2 separate regions of the Cricetulus griseus genome follow, and region 2 is linked to region 1. Evidence: chromatin contacts called from public Hi-C data. All regions are on one chromosome and are shown on one strand. Each heading gives the region's core, a stretch centred on a gene start, on an enhancer-like site or on the middle of the called end of the contact. The rest is flanking DNA. Distances are from core to core; before and after follow the strand shown.

The links. Hi-C and Micro-C count contacts between places; a contact is called where the count stands out from the background.
Region 2: a contact with region 1 is called in a Hi-C map of liver, with 2.6 times the contacts expected there. The contact joins the enhancer-like site here to the promoter of Pabpn1l in region 1. A contact is called at or near these places in 2 of 8 Hi-C or Micro-C datasets (fibroblasts and liver).

Annotation. Positions count from the first base shown.
Region 1 is chr3:199,274,989-199,281,544 of CriGri-PICRH-1.0, forward strand. Pabpn1l (embryonic polyadenylate-binding protein 2) reads right to left here and starts at 4,215. Exons shown (of 7, transcript XM_027410652.2): 1 at 3,970-4,215; 2 at 3,492-3,627; 3 at 3,134-3,201; 4 at 2,489-2,595; 5 at 2,310-2,397; 6 at 1,731-1,873; 7 at 1,189-1,228. The coding sequence starts at 4,215. The coding sequence ends at 1,189. All of the region lies in intron 4 of Trappc2l (trafficking protein particle complex subunit 2-like protein), which reads left to right.
Region 2 is chr3:199,331,657-199,338,212 of CriGri-PICRH-1.0, forward strand. The region is part of intron 1 of Cbfa2t3 (protein CBFA2T3); the gene reads right to left. Among named protein-coding and RNA genes, the nearest start is that of Cbfa2t3, 23 kb to the right of the region's middle. Within about 2 kb of position 3,230, at least 1 of the 6 cell types and tissues checked has open chromatin away from gene starts, as enhancers often do.

The sequences.
Region 1 (6,556 bases), core at 2,965-5,464:
CCACTGGCAGTCTGGGATACTCTGATAGATATATAAATCAATCTATTTATCTTTTTTTTTTTTTTTTGAGATGGGGCCATTCTGTGTAGCTCTGGTTGTCCTGGAATTCACTCTGTAGACAAGGCTGTCCTTGAACTGAGATCTGCCTGTCTCTTTCTCCCAAGTGCTGGGATTAAAGGAGTGCACCACTATGCCTGGTTCTGGAGTTAATTCTTATATGTCTTCAGAGACCCTTTTTCAAATAAGGTCACAGGCTGCTTTCCGACTTTGGAGGTGAAGATGTGGTCCCATTTTGGGGGGCATCATCCACTCCATTAAGGGCAAGGGGCATGTGAATGTGGCTTGGGAGATCAAGCATTGATGGCGTCTAGAGAAGGGCAGCAGCTGTCCCCAGAGCAGTCTGGTGCTGGGGGTGGTTTACTTAGCAGCTCTGCTGGGGCTTAAAGAATTAATGAAGTGAGCACAGGCAAGGAATGGTGGTGAGTGCACACAGTGTTTGCATTGGGCAAATCTCTTCCTGCTTAGTACAGTGGCAGCTCAGGGCAGCCTGTCTTTGCTACACACACACACACACACACACACACACACACACACACACACACACACACACACACACACACACAGTTTAGAACAAAGGCTCCACCTCTGCTTCCTGAACTGAACAGTTCAGACACCCTCCAGGGAGGATGGGGGTGAAGTCCAGGTATGTCTAGAGAGCCAACTTGGTTCATGGAGGCAGAATTCTGCTCACTGTCTATTGAATCATAAGGCAGAGCAAGAGGCCTGTTTTCTGGACTCATGGTCATATCATATTTACTACTCTCTCTGGAGCTCCATGAAAAAAGGTGCAGTGTAAATCTGTGTCCGAGGGAGGATCAAGAAATGAGACTTGTTACATGCTCTTAAAATAGTCAAGTTTAATAATTTATGCTTTACTATTAACACACATGTCTTATTTTTCTTTAAAAGTACTTGAGTATGCCAATCCCAGCTTCTCCTGGGCTCTCCCTTCCATTCCTACCCTCTGCATCTCCTTGCCCTGTGCCTTCCTATTGTGACCTGGGGGTCTAGGCCTTTTAAAAGCCCCTTGTGGGTTGCCAGACTTGAAGACCAGTTTGGAGTAGGTGGGCAGACTGCTGTTTACTCCTGACCCAGCTCCCGGGGCCACTTTAAAAACTGGGACATCTTTCAGTATGGTGAAAACCATGGTGAGAACCGTCCACGGCCCCTGCAGAGAGGGAGGGGGGACAAAGGCAGCTAAGTTGCCTTCAGAGGGGATAGGCCTCGAGGACACCTAGGTAAGTGTTTAAAAACCACCATCAAGCTGCTTGGGGACTGCGGGCGGCACCTCAGACTTCCTCCTCTCTTGAGGGGGTGCTTCCAGGGGAGGAGGAAGCCCGTGGGCTCAGCTCCAGCCTTACTTGTACTTCAGGCCAGAGGAGCCTGCTGTGATTCCCACCCTCCATGGCAGGGATGGCATGTCACCTGCAGAGGCCTAGTGACTAGGAAGGAGTATCCCCATCAGGTAGGGAGGTTTCACAGGGCCTGTCCAGGCTGTTAGAAACCATGAACCCTGACTGAACCCCTTCCCAAGTGCCCTGGCCAGTTAAGGCTCACGTGAGGGAAGAGCAGTACTCTCTTAGCATAATGCTGTACAGATTGGCTATAGGCTCCAGAAACCCTGTCACCACTCAGGTCTCCAGACTCAGACCCCACTTGGGCCCACTTACCGGCTCTGTCCATGGGGTCTGAACCGAGGTCTTCGATGAAGGCTACTGTGTAGGAAGGGCTGGGCCCTGCTGCCCAAGTGTGTCCTCAGCCCACCACGATCTGTGGAGCTGATTCCTGGGAAGTTCGTTCTTTTGGGAAGTACCTGGACAGAAGGAACCCATGCTATGGTCCAAGACACTGTTCTGTACCCTTCTTGCTGTGGTGGCCTGAAGCCAGAGTCCAGGCTGAGACCAAGGCTTGGGGTTCCTGACCTGGAGGTACCATCCACCTTCACTTGGATGCAGCTGTGATCACATGGCATGCCTGGTCATGGCCAGCAGCCTCCGGCAGAGGAATCTGATTCTTCTGCCCTAGCCACACCTACACCAAGCCTCACCCTAGGTCTGAGGGTTTCCATCATGCCCTAACTCTGACCAGTGCCAACCTAACTAAGATACCCAAAAGGTTAGGCTGGGTAGTTATGTGTCCTGGGGCAGGTACTCTTACCTCTCTGAGCCTGTTGAGGAATTTGTGAGTTAATGTGCAAGCAAGGCTCAGTGGTGGTTCACAGGGGCATGGAGACAGCTGGGGAAACATACCTTGATGACCCGACCTCGGAAAGTGCTCTCATCCAGCTCCACAGCAGCCTGGACAGAGTTCTGGGAAGCAAACTCTATATAAGCATACCTGGGGGAGAATAGAGATGGGGGATGATGGGGCAGGAAATGAGGGGTCAGTCCCATCCTCACTGCCCAGACTGCTATAGCCCCACACTGACCCTTTTGGGTGTCCAGAGAACTTGTCGCACAGGATGGTGACCCGGTGAATCTCCCCGCAGGGGCTGAAGTAGGCCCTCAGCTCAGCAGCCGAGCCTCCATAATCCACCTGCTCTCAGAAAGGGCACCTGCTTTAAGTGCTGGGCTCTCCCTATCTACCTCTTGCAGAGGGTTAGAGGGATCCAATCCCCAAGGTTGGTTGGCCCCTGACTTGGAATGGGCTGAGGCTTTATCCATTCCTTTCCTGGGTTGACTGCTGAGAGCCAGTCAAGGGCTTCCTATGTGGACAGCTGGTTGTGTCCCAAGCATTGGCTTATGCCATGTGTGTGGACCAGTAAATCTCATGCAACTCCCAGTTTTAGCACATGTTGAGAAACCAGAATTCTTGACCTCAGCTTCAGCTGAATGGTTAAGGACTGGCCACTATTTGCTTCCATGGGTTTTGCCCAAGAGCTACAGCCCACCCTTTCCTCTGCTGCAACTAGCATCAGACCTGCCCCTTCTTTCTGGCCTTGGAGACACTTGAGTTTACAACCCTATAGCTTCCTGCCTCAAGCTCCTAGCCAGCCCCATCCAGGATGTTGCTGTGTCTACCCAGCTGAATGTCCTAATTGGAGCCAGATGCCCCTGTCCTATCTGCTACTCACATTGCCCACATAGACAGATCTGTGGTCAGCCTCCACCTTTTCCTTGGGGGTCCCAGGGAAGAAGCAGCCTGTAGAGAGAGAACCTCAGGACCAGCAGGAGGAACTCATTGAGGAGCCCATTCCTCATGATCCCAGGGAAGGTCACCCCAGGCTTCCAAGGTTACATTTTGGGTTAGCAAGGCCTGATGCTGTGGGGTGATCCAGAATGCCCCCTCAATAGTCCTCACATAGAGTCCATGCTGAGTACTTCTCCACTGAGAGCGCGTGGGGTTTAGAGTCTTAGCTGAGTGGTCAAGGACTTGGGAGGACAGTTGTCCACCATCTGGGGGGAGAAGCAGCAAGGGTCCCAGGTTCCTACCCATGATCTCAGGGCTCAGCAGCTGTCCGACCTCAGCCCCCTTTTCCTCGGTGGCCTTTCTTTGTACATAAGGTTGCTCCGGCAGGGTCTCAGCATGCTCCATGGCCCACAGCTTCAGTTTGATGGCCTCCAACTCCTGCTGGTTATCCCACAGTAAGCTTGGGAGAGGTGACCTGCAAGCCCCTCTAGGATGGAGGGCAGGTGTGGCCAGCCAGCCCCAGAAGAGTCATGGCTACTAAGGAATGACCTAGGTCACCCTGTGCTTCCTGTAGCTCAGTAATTAGGGGCTCAGTCCCCAGAAGCCCCTGACACCTCCATCCCAGGACACCTCCCCCAAGTCAGAGAGGGCCCTGTGGTCTGCAGCACTGACTTCATTGCACATGGGAGGGAGCATTGGCCCTTCCACCTCCCAGTCAGCTGTCCCCTCACCCCATGCCCAGGTCCACACCTGCCTCCATGGATCAGGACAGGGTGCTACCTGGTTGTATCCTGGAGACTTGGCCAGGTTTTCTTGCTCCAGCAAGGACAGCAGGAAGCCTGCATCTTTCTCATTTTCCTCAACTTCCTCATCACTCTCTGTTCCACTCCCAGTCCCTGGCCCCAAAGGTGTCTTTTCAGTCTTGCCCCAGGCCCCCCAACCTTGGGCTTCAGGATCTGAGGAGACTTTTTGGAGCCAGGCTTCAGTGGGGGGTGGGAAGAGATCATTGTTCAGGAAGGGCCACATGGGTACGCAAAAAGGGCGGGCTGGACGAACCTGGGCGAACCTGGGCGAACCTGGGCGAACCTGGGCGAACCTGGGCAAACCTTGCCTCTTCAGGTCTGCTCACCTCCTCAGCTGCATCTGCCTTGGAGCCCTCCCTTTTAAGTCCTCATCCTGACCAGCTGCTTCCACTAAAGGACATAGGAAGGCCTCCCAGATTGGGCCAAGTTGCTGACGAGAGGGTCAAAGGTTGTAGATCTCCTCTCTGTCTTCCTCACCAGCTGTACTCCGAAAACTCCGAAGAGGGCAGATGGTGGTGGCGTATACCTTTAAACCCAGCACTCAGGAGGCAGAGGCAGGCAGATGAGTTTGAGGCCAGCCTGGGCTACAGAGCTAGTTCCAGGTCAGTCAAGACTACACAAAGAATCCTTGTCTCAAAAAAACAACCCCCCCAAAAAAACCCTTAAAAGAGTAGATGAGTCCAAAGTGGGTAGGGCAGGGTGGTATTTACATGAACTGGGTTCAGTCTTCCTTGGTGTGTTGTATGCAGCATGCCATAACCACACTTCTGACAATAGGCCCTAATTAATCAGATCTGGGTCAAGTTACCCAATTATAGTTGTGAAAAGGACTGATTTCAGGGAGAGGTGGCACTGTGGGTGTCTGGATACACTGGGTCAGTTGGAACAAGGGTCCCTGAAGGGCTAAGAGGTCAGGCTTGGGCTTATCCAGATTAGGGTTCCATATTCTGTTCTAACTATGAGTTTCTCAAAGACTCTTCCCTCCCCACTATGCATAATTTAATAGATGGGAGCCTATTAAACTCAGACACTATTTAGACAATTCCTTTTGCTATAAGAGAGGCTCAGACTGAACTGTACAAATTGGATGGTGGGTACTTGGCAGACTGGTCCAGTGGTTTTCAGCCCTGCTCATCTGTTGTTGTCTTTCTGCCCTCACCCTACAGTACTGTTGCCAGCCTGCATCCATTGACTCCTTCCTGGGGCTTCCAGCAGAGGGGCAGATCTATTCCTGGCTTTTAGCTAGACATAGGTCCCAATGCTGCCTGAGGCTATTCTTCTGAGCCTCATACTGTGCATGTTACTATAGCACTGAGATTTCCACAGGGACCTTCAGGTGACTCTATGTCCTCAGATCCACAGCCACACTTCTGTGACCCTGCCCCCAGGTTAGCCAATGGGGTCTTTCTTAGAATCTGGGCTGGAGTAGAAGATAGTTTTAGTGAGCTACACTGAATATGTGGAGCTTGGTTGTTGATACCTCCCACATTCTTGGGTGGGCTGAGGTGGGGGTAGCTGTGGCTCTTGCAGCCCCCCGGAAACTGGGCTTCTGACTCCTAACCTGAGTTCTTATGTGCTCATTCTGTTCTACAAAGTGGCTGAAAACTATCATGCCTCATGCGATGGCTCATACCTGTACTCAGCACTTGGGCCTCTGGGGCAGGAAGATCACAAGTTCAAGGCCATCTTGGGCTCCAGAGTGAGGCTCTGTCATAAACAACTCAACAATAATAAAAATTGCCATGACCTCCATGCCTCATAAGGGAAGGACTGTGTGGGATAGTCACATGACCTGAGATAAAGTAGTCCTGACCAGAGACTGAGTGGCTACTGGCCTCTTCCCAGTCCTGCTTCGGTTACTTCCCTAGGTCTTTCCTGGCAGGCCAGGGCTACTCAGAGGCAGCATCCATGTCTACACAGAGGACAAGCTGGTCAGACAGGACGAGCTGGACAGGGATAGACAAGTGGCCGCTGTTGTCCTCCTACATGTCCTCCACCTCTTTGTGTGAAGCTCTGTTGGGTCCTGTCTGGGTCTTTCCTGTACTTCCATGTGGGAGATAGGACATGGCAGGCTGTGTCCAAGCCAAGACCATCTGGATGGAGCCCAGTCCCTGGCTAGTCTCCCCTCTGAGCTCAGTGTCGGCAGTGGAAAAACCTTGTCATCCTCCTCCCCCTCGTGCTATCCTGAGATCGCTGACACACCAGGCCCAGTGGGGCTCCAGCCAGGCGCCTGGCCTAGGGACAGCTTACCCCCATGCTGGCCTTCCCAACAATGCCTTCAAAAATACACCATGTTCCAAGTTAGGACAGTATTAATGACAGTCGCTTCCTCCAGGCAGCTACCAGTGCAGCCTGAAGCACTATGGCCAGTATCTGGTTCTAGAGGGATTCCCTTTAGCCAAGACACAGCTGTCACAGGAGCACAGAGAGATGGTTCTTTCTGCTGTGCCACTCATAGGTCCTCAGTGTTCTCTCAGGTTTTAAATACCCTTTCAGTGTTTTCTCAGAGCCAGTGTCCCCTTAAGGCTTGATTTTCCCCTCAGGGTGCCCTTTAGAATTCCCTC
Region 2 (6,556 bases), core at 1,980-4,479, 56 kb after region 1:
GCATGTCACATAGCTATGGATGAGGTTTTGAAAGCCAAAGTGTTGTCTCTTTCCTTTCTAAGGACAGGAGAGATTCCACAGATGGATAGGGACCCCAAATCTCTTAACACTTGCCTTTTCTGTAATACAGAACCCACAACATCGGAATCGGGTTTTCTCTGGACTCTCTCCTTCTGAGTTGGGGTGGGGTGGGATGGGGCAGGGTGAACTTCCTCCTGATTTCCACCAGTCAACCCTGACTATAGAGGTTTATGAAACCTTGACCTGTTCCCTAGGAGTGTCACAGAATGTTCCCATTCCATCATCCCCTCTTTTGCCTCCCCCTTGAATAAACAGGAGACTATTCTGCCACCCCTATGAAGAGCTCCAGGGTCTACCTGGGAGTCTTAGAGCACGGGGATAAACTGGCCCCAAGAGGCTGAAGGGAGGTGGAGAGGAAGAGATAGGGAGCCCAGGAGCTGCTGGCTGTGCCATAGGAGTCTTGGCCTGGAGACATCTTCCTTATTATGGCCGAATTCATCTTTGTTTTCCTTCCCAGTGACATCTGGCTTGCCCTGAGGCCTCACAAATTACAAAAAGCAGGAGCTTGAACTTCTGTTTTATTGCCTCAGGAAGTGTGCTGTCACCCAAGGGAAGGGGTGGCCTCTGCCAAGCCACTTTCCACCTGGTCAGGCTGAGCCTGGAGGTAGAAACAGGAACCCAATGCTTATCACTTCCACCATCTCAGGTACACACCCGGATGCCAGGCTCTGCCCAGCCTTTTCCACTGAGGCTGATGGCCGTTTCTACCAAGAACCATTTTCCATACAAGAAAACCCTGGCAACCAGGCTCTCACACCCTGCTCTAGTCTTGGGAGCTCAGAAACAGAATTGGGTCTGCTCCCTGTTGGGAAAGTTGGGTAACATGCCCACCAGAAAAGGAGGCTATTCACTCCCTCAGCCAGAGAGACCGAGAGCCACAAGCACATGACTATAGAAAGTGACCACTTTATTGGGATAGCAGCAGAGTCCCATTCCCCTTATCTAGTCTAGAGGCTGGATATCCTTTTAAAAAGGAGCCTCAGGCCTGAGGCCTATCTTCCACAGAGCCCTGCACCTCTCTGGTCCTCCACAGTCCCTCCCCTCTGTGGGGCAGTGACATTGGCTGCTACTTTGGGGTCACTGTGAGGACCCAGCGAGATGAGGCAGGCCAGTGTTGGCTCTGGCAAGCCTGAGGTCCTAAAGGTGAGGCCGACTACCCCCTGGGTTATTTCTGTCATCTACCTCTATATGGCATGGAGCAGAATTTTAGTCCACAATGGCAAACATTCTTCAGGGCCAGCTATGTACGGGCAGAGTAGCCTGAGCACAGCCCACTGTTGACCACTCTCAGGGACCCCAGGGGATGACATTACCCAGTGGATATGGGTTTCTCCTACAGTGGGTTCAAGTCCACTGTAACAGCCAAACATTGTTCCAGTGGTTTCTAGAAGCTTTTAAATGACAGCGCACCCCCCCCCTGCCGCCCCAATTCTGTGATCTCTGAACTAGGGATGGGTTGCCCAGCTTCGAGAAGGCCAATAATGTTAGTGATGGGGCTGAGCAGGGACTGTTAAGACGGCTCTATCCCACTTGCTTGAGGAAGCCCAGCAGAGGGCTCCCCACCCACAGCATCAACCCTCCTCGAATGCAGCCCTTGGGATATACTCAGAGCTCCAAGGATGCTGAAGAGAAGACCTGGCATAAGGATCCCAGGATACAGGTAGGGGAGGGAGACTACAAAGCTGGGAGGGGCCAGATAGTCATCAAACTCACCCCACCAAGGCTTTCTCACAGGACACAAGACAATGAGCGAAGTTCTGAAGATCATAGTCACTGCTAGAGAAGACACTGTGACCCCTGCTGCACAGCAGCAGACCCAGAGTGCAGGAACAAAGGCCAGGCAAGGAAGCTCCCCTTGCCTCAGGCACAGCCAGCCCAGCAGTCTGTGTGCTACTTGTCCTGTGCTGGATTCTGTGAATAGTTGAGTGTGCATGCACATTGGTGCAGACATGAATGAGCTAGGTGGGTTCTCTTCCCTCTTGGTGGTGGAGAAAATCCAGATCCATTTAATTTACCATCATCCCACTGCCCTGGCATGTGGGAGGCAGAATGAATCAGAAACCCCCAAACTCATCCTGCTTACAGCGCAGCAGGAGGGAAGACCATTCCAGAAGGTGGTGAGAAATGCCTCTCTTGACATACCCTCCTGCTTGCCTCAGAGGAGGCTGCAGCTAAGCCTGACCCTCCATGGTAGGCAACCCCAGTGGCTCAGCTCTTGGGGCCCAGTGACCCAGCCTGCCAGCATTTGCATTTCCAGATCCTTGTGTAGGAAGGAAAATGAGTTTCTTCCAGTCATGCAGAAATGAAAATATGTGGAGTCCAATCAGAGAGATTTCCTGGAGGTGGTAACTCAATTACATGGATAACCCAGTGACAGAGGAAGAGCTTGACAGGACCTCAAGGGCTAGTGGGTGGCCCACAGCAGCCCCAGAGCATCCTGCAGGGAGCTGTCCAGGGGTGTCTTCCATATGCCAGCCTGAGCTTGGCACCCAGCAACAACATGGTGGTGTGCCAGGTACACATGGCCCTCCCTCTCTCCCCAATCATCAAGATCACAGCACCTCCCATGAGGGTGGATTCCGCCAGAAAATCAGTCCTAACGTGATATTCTCCCTCCCTGCGTCTGTCTAGCTCCCGGGCAGCGCCGAGCATCACATCTGTTCCTTCTGCTAGCAGGTTTCCTTCTCTCTCTGCTTTTCCCTCTCAATGCACAAGAGTGGCTGTGGCCCTGCAAAACATAGTCCCAAATAGCATCATTTTATCAGCTTGGTGCTCTGAACAGCGGGTTCCCAGCACCAACTGGGGACAACCATATTTTCTGGCTTCCACCCTTCAGTGGATGGAGGTGAGCCGACAGCGTGACCCCAGTGTACCCCTATCAGCAGCCTTCCATGAATAAGGCCAGGAATCATTCACAGGGCTTTCCTACCTCTTCCCAGGCTGGGAGTCAAGTGCATTCTGGCCAAGTATGGCTGAACTCTATCGTGCCAGCCCCTGAGATTTGGGGGAGATGAGAGAATTCCAGCCTTGAGAAGTTTCTGAAACCTTCCAGCAACTTGCAAGGGCAATGCCAGGGCACAGTGACCGCTCCCTTTGTCTTCAGCCAGCCCCATCCTCTGAGCGGCTGCCTGGGAACCTCCTGTTTCTGATCGCTGGGAGGAAGCACACACCCAGCCAGACATAATGAAGCCACATCCTGGCCTCAGGGTAGGAGGGACGGGTGTGACAGTTACTGGGATCAACCCCACAAACAGGAGCATGAGATTTTCTGTTATTTAGAGGAACTGGGCTCTGAAAGTCAGCCTCAGCTCACATGATCAGATAGTTCTATTCATGGGGTAGGGGTCCCCACACTCTAAGTCCATTCAGCACTGTGGTCAAGAAGCCCAAACACACTAAGTTCGGGGCTATGCATTCAGAGTTGGCGGCTCCAAGCCAGGAGCTGCCAGCCTGGCTGCCTTCTGCTCCACCTTAGTCAGCCCGACTCCGGCTGAATCTCCAGCCATCTGTCCCTCCACGGTGCTCACACCTCCTCCCCGCTGTTCCCACAGCCTGGCTCTGGGCCTGCCCTACACACAGATGGACCGTTCCCAAAGGCTGTGAGAAGGATCAGAGCCGGAGGCTGTGCCTGCACCTGGCTGTCAGGACTCCAGGGAGGGCGGTCATGATCCCCTCCCCACCACCAGGAAGGATGCTCAGCCCCAAGGCCTTAATGGCTGATACAGGGACCAAAATGAGAGGGGGAAGGGCTAGAGGAAGCAGCAGACCCTCTCCTGCCAGCCCCATCTCCCCAGTGGTAGCCCTCTGCTTCTCCAGTCAGTCCCGAGCACTGTCATTCAGGCTAGCAGCCTTTGTCAGGAAACCCGGCACCCCAGGGGGCGCCTGCGGGAGGTGGTGGGGCACCCCCTACTCCTCCACCAACTCAGCTCCTACCTAAAGGTTAACCACACACACCCTGGGCAGGTCAAACCTTCTGCTCACCTAGGGTGGGTGCACTCAGTCAAATGAGTGGGCAGAGTTGGTTCCACCCTGCCGTGGGCACGAACTTTGTAAAGTGGCCGGCCTGGGGCGGAGGGTGCAGTGAGGACTGCGGGGAGGGCAGCCACCGGTAGAATAGGGTGACAGCGTCGGCGTTGAGCGGGGCAGAGGCGGCACTTACGGTCTGGAGCTCCAGCGGACGGTCGCTCTCTCGCAACCCGGTTCCCGAAGTGGCTTTTCCTTCTCACTCGGTCGCCACCTCCATAACTTGGGGGCGATCCGCACGCTGTCTTCTCGCGCCGCGCGGGGCTCAGGCGCGCGGCGGGGTCGGGGCGCGCGGGGCGGCCGCCTGGGCCATGCCGAGTGCGCTCGGCCCCCAGCGCGGGAACAAAGCGCGCACGCCGCCCGGGCGGTTTCGGCCTCGGCGGCCGCCGGGTCCACCCGCCGTGCCTTCGGCTCTGCTGCCGCGCGCTCGTCCGCGCGTCTCACGGAGCCCCGCGCCCCCCCGCGCGCTCCGCCCCCGCCTCCCGCGCCCCGCCGCCGCTGCGCCACCCTGCCTCCAGCCCGGCGCCCATCGCGCTCGCTCCGCCCCGGGGCGCCGGCCGCGGGAGAGAGGCCCGGTTCCGTGCGCCCGGCGCCGCCCAACGCCCAGAACGGCTCCCGCCTCCACCGCCCGGGTGCCTGCCCTGCCCCGGGACGCACCCGGCGGACTTGGCGATGGGGCCCGACTCAGGACTCGGGGACCTCAAGAGCGCCAGGCCACGCGTGGGACCCTGTGTGGGTGCAAGAGCGCGGGGCTGAGTGAGACAGGCCGAGGAGCCCCAGCGCTTAGCCAGTGTGCGGAGTGCGTGCGGCTCGGGGCAACCCGGTGCGGGGCGGACTCCTCGCTGTGCGCCCCCGCCCCGCGCAGGCCGCGCCCCGGGAGGGCGGGCGAGCTGAGCGCACCGCGCACACCCACCTCGGAGCAGTCGCAGCCCGACGGCGTCGCTGCTCCCGGAGCCGCGGCGTCTACTCCCGGACGGGAGGCGGGCACCCCTCCTTCGGCCGCCGCGCCCCCCCGCATTCCCTCCCGGGACCCGGGCCACCTGAGCGTTTGGCCGGCAGGAGGCGCGCTACACCCGCCGCTCACGGCCTTGGTCCCCAAGGCGCCTGGCGACCTGAGGCAAGAGGGGCTCAGGATCTGGCTCTCCTCCACAGCCCTCGAGCCCGGCGTTCGCATATGCTTTGCATTCGTTTGCATATCATTCATTTTAATGTCAACCTGAGGAAAAGCCCCCAGCCGCTATTTCTGCCTGTCCGCGTCCTACTTTCTCCTCTTCCTCTGAGCCTTCTCCCCACCCGCTTTGCTCACTTTGCCTGGAAGCGCCCTGCGACAAGTCCCATGCGTTCCCCTGGTTAGTACATTTGAGTAAACTCGCTGCACTTTCTTTTCTTCCCTTCTCACAGTTCCACATACACTTGGCTTCTTTGAGACTAGGGGGAGACCCAGGGTCACGGTCTGCGGAGACAGAAGGGGCCAGAACTTCAGATCAGCGGGGCTTTGATTTTCATCTCATTAAGCATAAATCTGCATGTGAAGAAAAGAAATCTAGTAATATGCCCCCCCCCCCCAAAAAAAACTCCTCTTTCCACGCTTGCCATACTGGCCTGTTTCCCCAGTTTTGGGGTTGGTCTTAGGAACTCACTTCTGCCTTCTTGAGACACAAAACAGCATTCCTGCCCCATCCTCCTGGCCTCCTTGGCTTTCTGGATTTCCCTCTGTTGAGAATGGTATCTAACCCTAGTCTGGCACCTACAATGTCCCCATTTCCAGATCCCTCTTCGTGGTTGTACCTAGCCTCATGGCTGCATCCATCTTGTAGAAGAGTGGAAGGTCCTGAGTCCATTTCACAGGGGGATGTGGACCTAGCAGTGTTGGATATATGACTCGAGACCGCAGACTTTATATGCCAGGCATATGGATACCAGCTGTGTGGGCTGCTAGCATTAAGGGACTTTTGCCATGTGCACCAAGAAAGCAGAGCACAGCTCCCTTTGGAGATACAATCATGCAGCATTGCTTGGGTGGAATGGCTTGACAGCAGAGCTTTTAAGCCTGGACTCTCAGACTGATGCAGGAGCTGGAACCTCAGGTTGGGCTGCAGGCTTTCTCACCTGGTGCTGGTGGCATGTTTGTTTTAAAGTGGCCATTGGACTTAAGAAAGATGCTCACAACTCTACTGGAGCTACAGATTCCAATGTGACAGTGAACCTCCCCACTCAGGAAGCTCTCCTGAGAAAGCCATGCTGCTGGATAGGAAAGGGATGATGATGGCCCTGAGGACTCTTTTGTGTGCAGTGGGGCCTGCCCACTGCACACAGTCACTATAGGTTCTGACAGCTGCTGTCCCTGTATTTTTCACTAGCTGGAAAGATGTTTCCAGAACCCATTTGTTAAGTAGAAAGGCCAAGTCTCTTGCTCTCTTGGTCTCCCTAAGAGACCACTAACGGCTAGTTC